Regions from separate parts of the Nomascus leucogenys genome. Here region 1 is linked to region 2. The links are chromatin contacts, called in public Hi-C maps. All regions are on one chromosome and are shown on one strand. The core of a region is the stretch at or near the end of the contact, and the rest is flanking DNA. Distances in the headings are between cores, read along the strand shown.

Region 1 (6,755 bases), core at 2,177-4,676, 280 kb before region 2:
AGTGGGAATGCATCAGAATGCCCAGAAAGACGAACCATGACCTGAGCAAGATGGGTCGGGCCAGGTCAGATGGCACTGCCATACTGAGAAAAAAGTGGGCTGGCTGCAGTTTCATGCAGCCCAGGATCGCTCAGAACTCCCCAGGCCCTGCTGGTGCGCTGGTGTTTCTCATAGTGTGTGGCCACCTCTCCAGTCATTTCTTCGGCCCTAGGAGCTTCTTTTTACACCATGATTTTGTCACTACCTCTGCAGCTTCCCGCCTCCTGCTTCCGGCTTCCGGAAGGAAGCACGCGATGGAGGGGAAATGACAGGGCCAGGAGGCAGTGGTCAGGCTGGGCCGAGTTTCTGACAGAAGCCAACACTTCTGGCCCCACAGTGCTCATGGCCTCCCTGACTCTCCTCACCACATCACAGCTGAAAAGGCTCATGTCTTATCTCCCCTCTCAACCTCTGGGGGCTTCTCTGCTTTCAGAAGGACCCCCTGGAGCCCCTGGCAGGACACATCCGAAAGCAGGGAGCCAGACTTCTGCAGCCCTCTCCAGCGGGCGGTTTCTGCAGGCAGCCATCTCCTCGCAGGCCACAACACCCCACATCACTCCAGGAGGGTTTCGCCACCTTTGAGAAGACAGGAGTCCAGTGTCTGTTCGCTCTGGAAATGGGGGCATGTTCCCATTCCAAAGGTGATAGGATCGGAGGGGAGGATCCTTCCCGTTTTCAAAGCCTTCCTAAAATCCCACTGAGTAGTGGGGAGGAGTGCAAGTCTACCCTTTCCCCGAACCACCCACATGAAATTTAGCAACAACAACAAAAGAGGAAAATATTAGAGGAAGATCATATAAGCGTAAGAAGACAAGGCTGGCAGGACCTAAGACAGTCTAGGTAGATGAAGGAATATGGTTTACGTGATGGGGAGCACCTGGTCTCCATTTCATGCTTCCAGCCTTGATGGGAGGAAAGTAGGTAAACCTTAAAAGGGACTTCTTTCCAGTGGAGGCTGCAAGATTCTATTTTTACCAACCTCTAAGGTGTCCACCTTATCCTCGCCGACCCAAGTTATTCCAGTGATTTACCAAGGGACATGGGTGGAACGACATCCTTATCTGGACTCCTTATTAACAATATCCTACATCTGTACAACACCAAAGCAAACATCAACTCTTTTGATCAAAATGATAAACCCAGGTGGTAGGCAGAGTATTCTCTCCCCTTTTACAAATGAGAAGGCACATGGAGCGGCTTGCACAGGATCACAGTGAACTAGGCCCTGATCCCCACCAGACTCGGATCCGAGGCTTTCCACAAAGCTCTGTGGACTCAGAAATACCAGGTGGTTCCAGATTCAGCCATCAGAGGAAGGAGCATGAATTGACTGGCATTCCGAGGCCCTCTAAGACTAAATGTCTTGTTTCCTGCCTCTGTGGCCCTTCCCTCTTCCTGACTCTGCCTGCCTGGATTTGATCCCCCATCAGGATGAGATCAGAATGGCAAGGCAGAGCTCTGTACCTTTAGGAGGCACTCCCTCAATAAATATTTGATGTCGTTGGGCACGGTGGCTCACGCCTGTAATCCCAGCACTTTGGGAAGCCAAGGCAGGCAGATCACTTGAGGTCAGGAGTTCAAGACAAGCCTGGCGAACATGGTGAAACCCCATCTCTACTAAAAATACAAAAAATTAGCTGGGCGTGGTGGTGTGCGCCTGTAATCCCAGCTACTAGGGAGGCTGAGGCAGGAGAATTGCTTGAACCCAGGAAGCGGAGATTGCAGTGAGTCGAGATCGTGCCATTGCACTCCAGCCTGGGCGACAGAGCAAGACTCCATCAAAAAAAAAAAAGTGATGTTTGTGGTCTCGAAGCAATACTTATCCACTACACAAGCATATGCCAATGGGGATAACTAATATCCAGACACACTCCCCATGGCTGGTCCCTTCGCTGACTCTTAGCTGTCAGATCTCAGCCTAAAGGTCACCTGGTCAGAGAGGTCCTTCCTAGCCACTCTAAGCATTTGCTGTCACATTATATTGTTTACTTTCTTTCCTTCACTCCACTCACGACAAAATTATTTCATTTATGTAATAATTTGGCTCTCTTCCCTACTGGAATTTAAGGCTCAGAAAGCGAGGTGCCTTGTCCGTTCTGATCACTTCTGTAGCACTTAACTCATAGTAAGCAAAAATTTAAAGGAAGGAGTAATAACGAAAGAATGAGCTCTGCCATCAGATGTCTCTTATTTATACCCTGACACTAGATTGGGGTTAAATGTTGATAATCACTGAAGCTGTTAAGACATATGGGAGCTTGCTAGCTTCTTCACGTGCGTGTATACGCACGCATGAGGGGAAATTTCAATTAAAAGTGAAAAACAAAGTTGTTTATCCCTGGGATTTAATAGGCCTGAATAGCAGGTCTCAAAGGGGGCTCCTAGGGAGGTCTCTCCCCTTCTCCCAGGAAGAGCCAGGCCTGCCATTGGCCACCACAGTGCTTTAGCTAAAAGTCAGTGAAATGGATGTGCAGCTGAGGGAGAAAAGCAGTACGTCATGGAATCCTCAGAGCTTCTGGTGAGCACTGAAAGGAATGATACATTTGTAGAGCAATTACATTCAGATATTTTCACCTACGTTTTGTTGGGATAACCACAGTATGAAGTATTATTATCCCCATGCTTATTTTATGATTTATCTCATTCAAAGCCTAACCGCTTTCAGCTAGACAGAAATAAGATTCAAACCTAACACTTGCTAACTGAGTCTCCATTTCCTCATCAGGAAAGTAAGAATGCCGCCCACCTCCTTCACGCAATGATAGGGAAACATTAAGTAACAGGAGGGCGCTTAACAGTTTGCCGGACATGTGGTCCACGCTCACTCACTCCTGGACAGGAAGGGCTGTGTCTTCTCTTTCCTAATGCCAGGCACTACCTAGCACAGAGCCTAAGTGTGTAATTATTTGCTAAATTTTAGAGACAAAAGGTCAACAGACAGTAAGCGGCAGAACAAGTCCTTGAATCAACACTTTCAGATCAAAGTGTTTTCCGCAACACCAGGCTGCCTCTCTGGTGGTTTGAAAATACTTTTTTAAAATCCCATTGACAGAACTTGGACCTACCTATAAAATCAATGTAAGCAAATAAAATATTTTGTTTAGTCCTTCATAAGCTTCCTCCCACTTTTTTCCTACTCTCTCCTCTAAGATCCTTGCTCTAGAAAGTGTTTTCTCCCACAGGAGAAATCCAATTTTTATATTTGTTAAAAAACTTTTACATTAACTGTAGTTATTAAGTCATTTCACACTCAAACTTTTATTATAGACGCCCAGAGCTGAGCTGCAACCCAACAAGATAGGAGAGCAGCAGAGTCTCCCGCTAAGTTTGTAAACAAGCTCCCTGGCCTCTATAACCTCCAACACCAGGGAGCACGCCTCTGTGACCTCCCCAAGTATTTTCTAGCCATCACAACAAAAGTGTTTTGAAGCCCAAGATGAAAGAATGTGATCACAAGAGGCCGAAGGTATAGGCTGCTCAGAGAAGAAAACAAGAGAGATGGTTTCCATGTGATAGGGGCCAGGAAATGTGTGGGCAGGAGGTGCTCAGGGCTGGGCTTCCCACCACTGCAAAGAATGGCAGGGAATAGACTTTCCACAGTGTTTGTGGTGAATGGCTTCCGGCCCCATAAAAGAGCACAGAAAATAAAAATAAACCACCCCATAGAGGTGTTGAGCAAGGGGAAGCAGGAAATGCTAGGGTCTACCTCACTCTCCATGCAGTAGTACTCAAAATCAACTCCTTCAACATACTTAAGCTGAAAAAACACCTAAGAATCAGAAACGCAATGGGGCTTCGGCGTGTGTCTTTAAGTTCAAGACAGGGTCTCGTTCTGTTGCCCAGGCTGAAGTGCAGTGGTGCGATCATGCAGTCTCTACCTCCAGGGCTCAAGTGACTCTCCAAACTCAGCCTCCCGAGTAGCCGGGACTACAGAGGTGCACTGCCACGCCCAGCTAATTTTTTTAATTTTTGTAGAGACAGGGACTCACTGTGTTGCCCAGGCTGGTCTTGAACTCCTGGGTTCAAGCCATTCTTCCACCTTGGCCTCCCAAATTTCTGGGATTACAGGTGTAAGCCACCGCTCGCCTGGCACTTTTTCAGCGTTGTCTTTTGTGTGTGTGTGTGTGTGTGACGAAGTTTCGCTTCCGTTGCCCAGGCTGGAGTGCAATGGCACAATCTCGGCTCACTGCAACCTCCGCCTACTGGGTTCAAGCGATTCTCCTGTCTCAGACTCCTGAGTAGCTGAGATTACAGGCTCATGCCACCACGCCTGGCCTATTTTTGTATTTTTAGTAGAGACGGGGTTTCATCATATTGGTCAGGCTGGTCTCCTGACCTCAGGTGATCCGCCCACCTCGGCCTCCCAAGGTGCTGGGATTACAGGCATGAACCACCATGCCTGGCCTCTTTTAAGAACAGGGTCTCACACTGTTGCCCAGGCTGGAGTGCAGCGGCTACTCACAGGTCCACAGCTAATTCTTCAGTACATGTCAAATTGAGAACCATAAAGCAAATCAACAGAAGCATAAAAACAAGTTACCTATAATGAGCCTTTAACTAAATCTAATCCCAAGACTCCGAAAGCAGTCTGTAGGTTTTAGCCCCAAAGCAAATATTAAAAAGACACACCAAAGAAGAATGTTTCCTGTTGATGGTAACTGGCTTGGGTAAATCACAACCTCTGAGACAATAGCTGATCTAGTAAATGGGAATTTAATACCTGTCCCATGTATCTCAAGATCATTATGAAAAATTAAACAAAACCTATGTATTAAAGACTCTGCAATTACAATGTCTTCCTTCATAAAATTACTCTTATTCCCAGTTTTCAACCCGTGTCTCAAAGTCCAGATGCTTTTCTTATTCAAAATTCCAATTTCTCTAGAATAAAAATTATCCAGAAGCCTCCTGATAAGGTCTGTGACATCTGTATATAAGTTTTAAAACAGATTAGGCCAGACACGGTGGCTCACGCCTATAATCCCAGCACTTTGGGAGGCTGAGGTGGGCGGATCACCTGAGGTCAGGAGTTTGAGACCAGCCTGACCAACATGGAGAAACCCTTTCTCTACTAAAAATACAAAAATTAGCCGGGCATGTTGGTGTGCGCCTATAATCCCAGCTACTCGGGAGGCTGGGGTGGGACAATCGCTTGAACCCAGGAGGCGGAGGTTGCAGTGAGCCAAGATCACACCGTTGCACTCCAGCCTGGGTAACAAGAGCAAAACTCTGTCTCACAAAAAGAAAAAAAAGTGCAGATTAAACTGCTCAATCATAATCTCGGTGAACTAGTATCACTTAAGAATGGCAAACCATGACCCACATAGCCACAGCCAATTTTCATAAATAAAGTGACAGTGGAACATAGCCATGCCCATTTGTTTAAGGAAAAGCTTGCGGACTCCTGACTCAGTGTGTTATCAGTTAGGCAGAGAGCTAGTAAGGAACATACAGGCCCAAGCTTTTCACCAAGTTCCTAGGTAATCTTGAGACACGCCAAAATTTGAGAACCACTGCTCTAGATTAGGGCTTCTCAAATCTTATTGTGCACATAAATCACCTGAGGACCTTGTTAAAATGAAGATTTTGCTTCTGTAGGTTTGGGGTGAGGCCTGTGCTCCCAGGCGATGCCAATACTGGTAGTCAATGACTACATTTTGAGTAGCAAGAATCCAGAGCAGTGTTTCTCCAATTTGCTGTGCTCTGGAATCACCTGGGTAGCTTTACAAACTACAGATGCCACCCCAAGAGATTTTTACTTAATTGGTGTGGGGTGTGGGGTGTGGCCTGGACGTTGGGATTTTCTTTTTACATTACCCAAGCCATGCTAACGTGCAGCCAAGTTAGAGAAGCTCGCAACTCATCATTCTCGGTAGTTGGCTAAATTTAAGTAGTGGCATTCTCAACATAGCTTCCGCCCCATATATAGCAACCCGACAGCACCCAAGATGAAAACAGGGCTGCGAGTATGACACACATCGATATGCCCAGACTTCAGCTTCCACCCAAGCTTTGTCATGAACTCTGATCTTAAGCAAGTCACAAATCTGAGTTTCAATTTCCTCACTTAACTGAGGACAGGAACCCCTAAGATAATTGCAAGAATAAAATGAGAGAATATTTGTGAAGGTGCTTTGGAGAATATTGTATCTTATAAGTCAACACATACATAACCCCCATTTTTCACTCTGTCTACATTGCCTAAGAGAAACATATTTCACTTTTACCACTAAAACATGTTGAAACAGATGTAAATGTGGAAGCACATACTTAGTTCAATTTCTAGCAAGGTGCTTAATGATGCAGTTCCAGGAATGCACTGTCATAAGAGTGGAAGCACCTGTAACAATCGAAGGATTAGTAAAGGATTACCTGCTCCAGGAAGAAGACAAAGGACTGCCATTTCCCAGGGTTGTCAGCACTGCCTTTTGCCATTAACTTCAAATACACTTAATGAAAACAAGGAGGCAGGTTCACAGCTGTAAGTTACCAACTCATAAAGAGTTCAGCACAGAGGACTGAAGAGGAAAAAATGGATTCTGATACCAGTAAAGAATAAAAACAGAGCCAGAGGCATATGGAGGAGTGGCATGGAGTTCTTTAATTTGGAAGGCAAAAGGTTACATTTAATGAAAGGCAGAGGTTGGATTAATAAATGTTTGTTAGAAAGTTGTTCTGACACAGAGTGAACTCTGGGCTTTTCTCCTGCATAAAAA
Region 2 (6,642 bases), core at 4,040-6,539:
CATATTCAGCCTTGGGCTCACTGGCTTTATCCGAGCCCTCAGGTCCTAAGAAGCCTCTTCCAGGCCTGGGGCTCTGCTGCTAAGACAGAAGGAAACAGGGGAGAAAGAGAGATAGGTGTTGCTGAGGGGCCTATTAGGAGCAGCCTGTCTGTGGCCAAACAGAGATCTCATCCCAATTGCCCAGAAGAACCAGGATGGTCAGGTTGGAAGGGCAGAATAACAAGGCTTTGCTTCCTCTTTCCTTAGAAACTCCTGCCCCAGACAGGGTTCCCAGGCTATCCACCCACCCTTCCTCTGAAACCAGCCTGGAGGGAGGAATCAGCTCAGTGCTGAGTCAGCTCAGCTGGAGGAGAGCAGCCCCTTTTTTTCACCCCCCTTCCCTTCCTGCCTCCACCCAGCCCACCCTGGGCTCCAGCCCAGACTCCCTCCGCTGCCTGCCTTGCAGAGTCCTGGCCGCATCTATGCCAGTCAGTCTACCCAGCTGCTATTCAGGGCTGGTTAGTGTGATTGCTTTGGCAGAAGGGGTACCCCACCTTCCTGCCTGCCAGGAACCCTGACCCTACGCCTGGCCTCCTGCGCCTCGCCTGCCAACAGCTGTTTGGCAGTCTGTGTGTCTCGGTGGAATTGGACACCACCTCCCCACCACCCTTACCGGAGGGGATGGGGACCCTTGATAAGGTGGCAGGGGAAGTCAGGGGCATCTGAGGGTGGTAGGGTCTGTGCGGGTGGCAAGGAACTCAAAGATGAGCTCATGGCCCCTTTGTGTTTTTGTGGTCCACATCTGGAGGCAATTACAGATGTTATCCAGTGGGAGTTTTGCAAAACACAGCTGGAGCCAGTGGAGGAGCCTGGGGAGGGGGGACTGCCAGAGAGAAGAGGAGGGGGGCCTACGGCTCCCGCGCTGGAGTGCGGTTTCCCCATCACGAGGAAATTGTTTGGCCCTGATTCTGGAATCACAAGATGCTCTCTGGAGCCAAGGGGGAGAGATGGGAATGGAGGACCAGAGACAAAGGGGGAAGAGGTAGAAGACAGGCTTATAAAACCCCCCACTGCTAAATCTGACTGGTTTAAAAAAATAAAATTAAAATTAAAACAAGCTTCACAAGCAGAGAGAATTTCAGGGTGGAGGCGGCAGGGTCCCGTGCTTCTGACGTGCCTGGGCCTGCCTGATCCACCCCAGTGAGGCTGCCCGGGGACCCTGGGAGTTGCCTTAGTGATCACAAGTTCCCACTGAGTGAACCGCCAGGTCAGGCTGGGGTGAGGGGAGAGCAGAGGGCCCTGTGGCTTCCAAAAGACCTGCAAACTCGGCTTTTACTGGCCCTACCCCAATTTGTCCATTGGGCCTGACCCAGTTTCTATGGTTCCAAGTTCCTTTATTCGAAAGCAGCACATGTGAGTTGGAGCAGCCAGGAGGGAGCCAAGGGGAATCTTCAAGGAGGTTTGGACAGAACCCAGGAAAGTTGGTGCTAAGGAGACGCTGGACTGGGGGCAAGGGCCGAGGAGGAGCAGCACTCTGCCCACGACTGCACCCCACACATTTGGAGGGGGGCCACGGACTCCCTTGTCATCACCTCCCCTTCTCCAGGGCTCCTGGCACCAGCTGGGCCCATGACTCCAGGGCTGCCAGCCAGGCGCTGGGTCAGCGGGAAGGGAAGGGAAGATCTAAGAAGAGCTAGGTCCTCTAGAGGAGAGAGGACTGGGCAGAGAGACACCCCCACACCCCTCCAGACCCCAAAACACAATCTGGCTAGCTCTGCCAGTCCTTCACTGTCCCTCCCCCAGGGCCCCTTCTCCCCACAATCTGACAGACTTTCCAGTGGTCTCTTTCTGCTCTGTATCCCTCCTTCCCTTCCAGCAATGGTGAAACTAACATTTGCTGAGGTCCTTACAACACACAATGACACAGGCACTAATATTGTCCCCATTTAACAAATAAGGGAACTGAGGCCCAGAAAGATAAATAACTTGGTCAAGGTCACAGGTTGTTAGTCCAAATTTAAAACCCAGATCTTTCCAATTTACTTATTTATTTTTCTATACTGGCAGATCCTGGCAATCTCTTGGGGTCTCTTCCAGCATGGACCCTGGGTAGCTGGGCGTTTTCATGGCAGTGTGTGTTCTGGGGATCTGTCAGCACATATGTATTTGCTTATTATGGTTTGTTGTTGTTGTTGTTGTTGTTTTGAGACGGAGTTTCACTCTTGTTGCCCAGGCTGGAGTGCAATGGCACGATCTCAGCTCACTGCAACCTCCGCCTCCCGGGTTCAAGTGATTCTCCTGACTCAGCCTCCTGAGTAGCTGGGATTACAGGCATGAGCCACCACGCCCAGCTAATTTTGAATTTTTAGTAGAGACGGGGTTTCTCCATGTTAGTCAGGCTGGTCTCAAACTCCCGACCTCAGGTGATCTGCCTGCCTCGGCCTCCCAAAGTGCTGGGATTACAGGCGTGAGCACCCGGCTGTATTTGCTTATTGTGCAGCAATATTATGGGGGATAGGAGTGCAGAGGGAAAAGGACCCCACTTTGCCAGCCCATCGCCTCCCTTCTTGGGGACAGGAGCCGCACTCTGAGGGAAGGAAGGTGGCACCAAGACTCAGAAGCCAAAGGGATGGAATGAGACAATGGCAGCAGCTAAGGGTGGGATGGGTGAATGTTTCTGTGCAAGGGCATGGGGGACGGGGGGCTTCAGGGGTGGTGCCCATTCCCAAAGGCCCCAAGGAAACCCCAGCCAAGGCTGCTCCCTCGTCCTGCAGCTCCTGTCCCCGTTTCCTACCTACCAACCCAAATCTGAGTACACCTCCTTTAAAAGCTCAAGTCTGCACAGCTAGCCCCAGCCTCAGGGGTTTCTGCCCTCCTCTCTCAGTCTTGTGAAAGTAGGGAGACCGGAGGCCGCCTGCAAGGGGCTGGGCAACCAGGGCCTGGAAGGGAGGCAGGCCTGACTGGCCAGAAGCCACCTTCCAAATGAGCTCACACACATATTTTCCACCCTGGCCCAGGGCCGATGGCTCAGCTCCTTCCAGGCCAGCCTTCCCCAGCCAGGCCCAGCCCCCTCTGTCCTACCCTGCCACCATTCCTGGCCCTAGGGGCTCCAAAGCAAGATTACTGGCAGCCCCCTGGCCAGGGCAGTCACTGGCATCCCCAAGGAGCAGCCTCCTCTGTCTCCATGCTGAGGCCATTTGCCCCCAGAGTCGCTTATTCCTTTGTGACTTAGAGAAAAAGGAGACCAGCTCCCTGCCTCCAAATACCCACACCTGGGTAGGGAGGGACGGTAGAGGTGATAGAAGAGGCGGTGGAAGTAGTGAATGGGCGGAAGGGTTTCCTTTGAGTGCCCGAAGTAGCTCATTGACTCAGGGACCAGCCAGGTCTGGGAGCTGCCTCATCATGGGTCACATCCTGCTCACTCACTCAATTTCCTGCTAGGGGCACTTCCCTGACTTGGAGCAGGATGGGGTCTGGGTGAGGCAAGGCCAGGCTGACCACAAAGCTGAGAAAAAAGACTGGCGTGTCAGAAGGCCTAGTGGATTCATACACACGCAACAGGCTCCATTTCACTTTGGTTTGTCAAAGACATCACTCATTGCCCAACTTACAGAGACATGTAGCACCAGGCCAGAGAGCAGGATCAGTTCCCCAAAAGGCTCTCTCACCTGCTCAGCACCTGACTCTGTGCTAGGAGTATGGCTGCCCTGACTCTATTTCCTGGATCCAGTTTTGTCCCCTGGAGTTCTGTGAGTTAGTATATTCAGACATGGCAGACAATTCTTCCCATTCTGGAGTCCAAGATGACGGTCACTGTGAGTAGATCACACATGTTGCTCTCTCATACCAGGTGATGGTCTAGTTCTGTCAAGGAATTACTATAATTCATAATATCAACCCTATCACAGCCACTGGAAAACAGGTTCTAGCCTCCCTTTTCTTACAAAAGGGTAAAATAGTGCTAGACACACAGGAGGCACTCAATAAAATTTGTTGAATTGAATTACCAGTGGTAGTTGTGATTACATAAGTATTGTATACATATGTACACATTATGGACACATAAGTAGTGAATACATAACTCACTGAGCTGAACACTTCAACTTAGTGCACTTTGTGAACCTCATGGTATATGTATATATTTTTGTGTGTGTGAGACAGAGTCTCACCCTGTCGCCCATGCTGGAGTGCAATGGTGCAATCTCGGCTCACTGCAACCTCCACCTCCCGGGTTCAAACGATTCTCCTGCCTCAGCCTCCCAAGTAGCTGGGATTACAGGCACCCGCCATACCCAGCTAATTTTTTTTTTTTTTTTTTTTTTTTTTTGTATTTTTAGTAGAGACAGGGTTTCACCACATTGACCAGGCAGGTCTCAAACTCCTGATCTCGTGATCTGCCCGCCCCAGTCTCCCAAAGTGCTGGGATTACAGGCGTCAGCCAATGCGCCTGGCCTTTCATGGTATATTTTACCTTATTATTTTTTTTTTTAGATTAGTCAAGTGCAGTAGTGAGAAGGGGGAAAAGAACAGAAGAAGGAGTTTGATCTGTAACTGACTGTGAGCAATCAGTTGAGATAACACACTACCTTTAGACCAACCATCACCTCAATCTTTAAAAGGTTTTAAAAAAGAAAAATATATTGAGGTAAAGAGGTTCATACCCCCAGAGCTCCTGCTTTGTCCCTGTAGGCCCCATCCCCTCCCCCTTAGGTGTCAACTCTCCACTCCCTGCCTGCCCTTAATCTGGGAGTGGCTGGTGTCAGGTTGTGTTGACCCAACTCTTCTGGAAATACCCAGCCTTTGGCTCGCACTCCCAGCCCAGCCCACACCTAGACTCTGACCTGGAGGGCCCAGCCAGGAGGCCTCTCTTCCCTATATCCCTCTAAGCTCTATGTCAGATTCCCCAAACTCTTCTCTGCTTTGCTGGCCTGTGCTCCAGAGATCTCCCCACCTCATCCCTGCACAAGATTGCATGTAGGTTCTGAGTGGAGGACAGCTGGGTAAGGGACTTAGAGGAACACATCCCACTCTCTATGGCTGCGCCCACTCCATGTACGAGACCCGCGGGGCAGGGTTTGCAGGGTGATAGCGCCCCCTTGTGCTGGATGTTGGGACTGCAAACCGAACCTAGGGAACTGAGAGGTAGAGGCAAAGCCAGTCCCACCAGGGCCACGGGTACTACCAGCCTGTTCTTTCCCCTGTTCCACTTTCCATGTTTCCACCTTGGACACCTGTACTTAAAGGGGCGGGACTCTGGGCGAGACGGGCAGACAAGCTGCTCTTAGCTTTCCAGCTGCAGAGAGGGAAACGTCAGAGTTTCCGTCTGCTGTCCCTGTGTGGAGGTTGGTGGGCAGCCCTCACTAACTCCAGGAAAGGAGAGGGAGTGGGGGGGTGGCGGGTGATACAGGACAGATGGTCCGCGGGAGGGAGGAAGCTTGGCACTTCTGTGCCCTCTCCTTGGAGCGCCTCTGAGTTGTCACACTGCCCCCCTGTGGGCGCCTCAGACACGAATCACTCCAGGATGCCTGTCCCCGGGGTCACAGGGTAAGAGTCCAGGTGAGACTCTGCACTCCTGGACTGCAGAATGCTATCACAGAACTCCCTCTGACCAAGACAAGCAGGCCCCTGTGTCCCCTTTATCTAAGAGTAGGATATTTCTGTGCCAATTCCCTGAGGCTTTTGGAGATAACACCCACACCTCTTGAGGGACCTCTAACCTGCACCCATGCCCCTGTCCTCGTCTTCACCCTGGTGCCATGAGAATCCTTTGGTCTCAGCCTCACATTTATAAAGGCCCTCAAATTTCTAATTTTGTAGTTAAAAAAATTCCTGTTGGTTCTTGTAAATAGTACTATATAGCTGTGTTGTTTGTACCAAGTTTTTATTTGTTAAATGTTTAAATATACCAAGTATTATCAAAACCATCTTAGCATTTCTTAGTTGTTATTATTATTATTATTTAGACCAAGTCTGGCTCTGTCACCCAGGCTGGAGTGCAGTGGCACAATGTCGGCTCATTTGCAACCTCATTTCCCGGATTCAAGCGATTCTCCTGCCTCAGCCTCCTGAGTAGCTGGGATTACAGGCACCTGCCACCATGCCTGGCTAATTTTTGTATTTTTAGTAGAGATGGGGTTTCACCATGTTGGCTAGGCTGGTCTCAAATTCCTGACCTCAGGTAATCCGCCCCCCTCAGCCTCCCAAAGTGTTGGGATTACAGGCATGAGCCACTGGGCCCAGCCTTAATTTTTTAATATACCAGAGGCTCAAAAAATGGACATGATTTGAGGTTACACTCAAATTTCTGAGGGGTGTCCCCACCCCACATAAAAAATTGAACTGCGGCTGGGTGTGGTGGCTCCCGCCTGTAATCCCAGCACTTTGGGAGGCCAAAGTGGGTGGACCACCTGAGGTCAAGAGATCGAGACCATTCTGCCCAACATGGTGAAACTCCGTCTCTACTAAAAATACAAAAATTGGCTGGGCGTGGTGGCGCGCGCCTGTAGTGCCAGCTACTTGGGAGGCTGTGCCAGGAGAACCGCTTGAACCCAGGAGGCGGAGATTGCAGTAAGCTGCAATCGTGCCACTGCACTCAAGCTGGCAACAAAGCGACACTCTGTCTCAAAAAAACAAACAAAAAAACCATTGAACTGCATCTTATTC

Evidence for each region. A called contact is a pair of places that touch in the nucleus more often than the background predicts.
Region 1: a Hi-C map of a lymphoblastoid cell line shows a contact between it and region 2, with 8 times the contacts expected there. The contact joins two enhancer-like sites.

What each region holds. Positions count from the first base shown.
Region 1 is chr22a:40,735,697-40,742,451 of Asia_NLE_v1, reverse strand. DAD1 (dolichyl-diphosphooligosaccharide--protein glycosyltransferase subunit DAD1) reads right to left here. Exons shown (of 3, transcript XM_003260920.4): 3 at 6,618-6,755. Among named protein-coding and RNA genes, the nearest start is that of DAD1, 27 kb to the right of the region's middle. Within about 2 kb of position 3,426, the one cell type or tissue checked has an H3K27ac peak away from gene starts, as active enhancers do. A contact at or near this core is called in a lymphoblastoid cell line, where this site is marked.
Region 2 is chr22a:40,462,023-40,468,664 of Asia_NLE_v1, reverse strand. No RefSeq gene overlaps it. Among named protein-coding and RNA genes, the nearest start is that of MMP14, 15 kb to the left of the region's middle. Within about 2 kb of position 5,289, the one cell type or tissue checked has an H3K27ac peak away from gene starts, as active enhancers do. A contact at or near this core is called in a lymphoblastoid cell line, where this site is marked.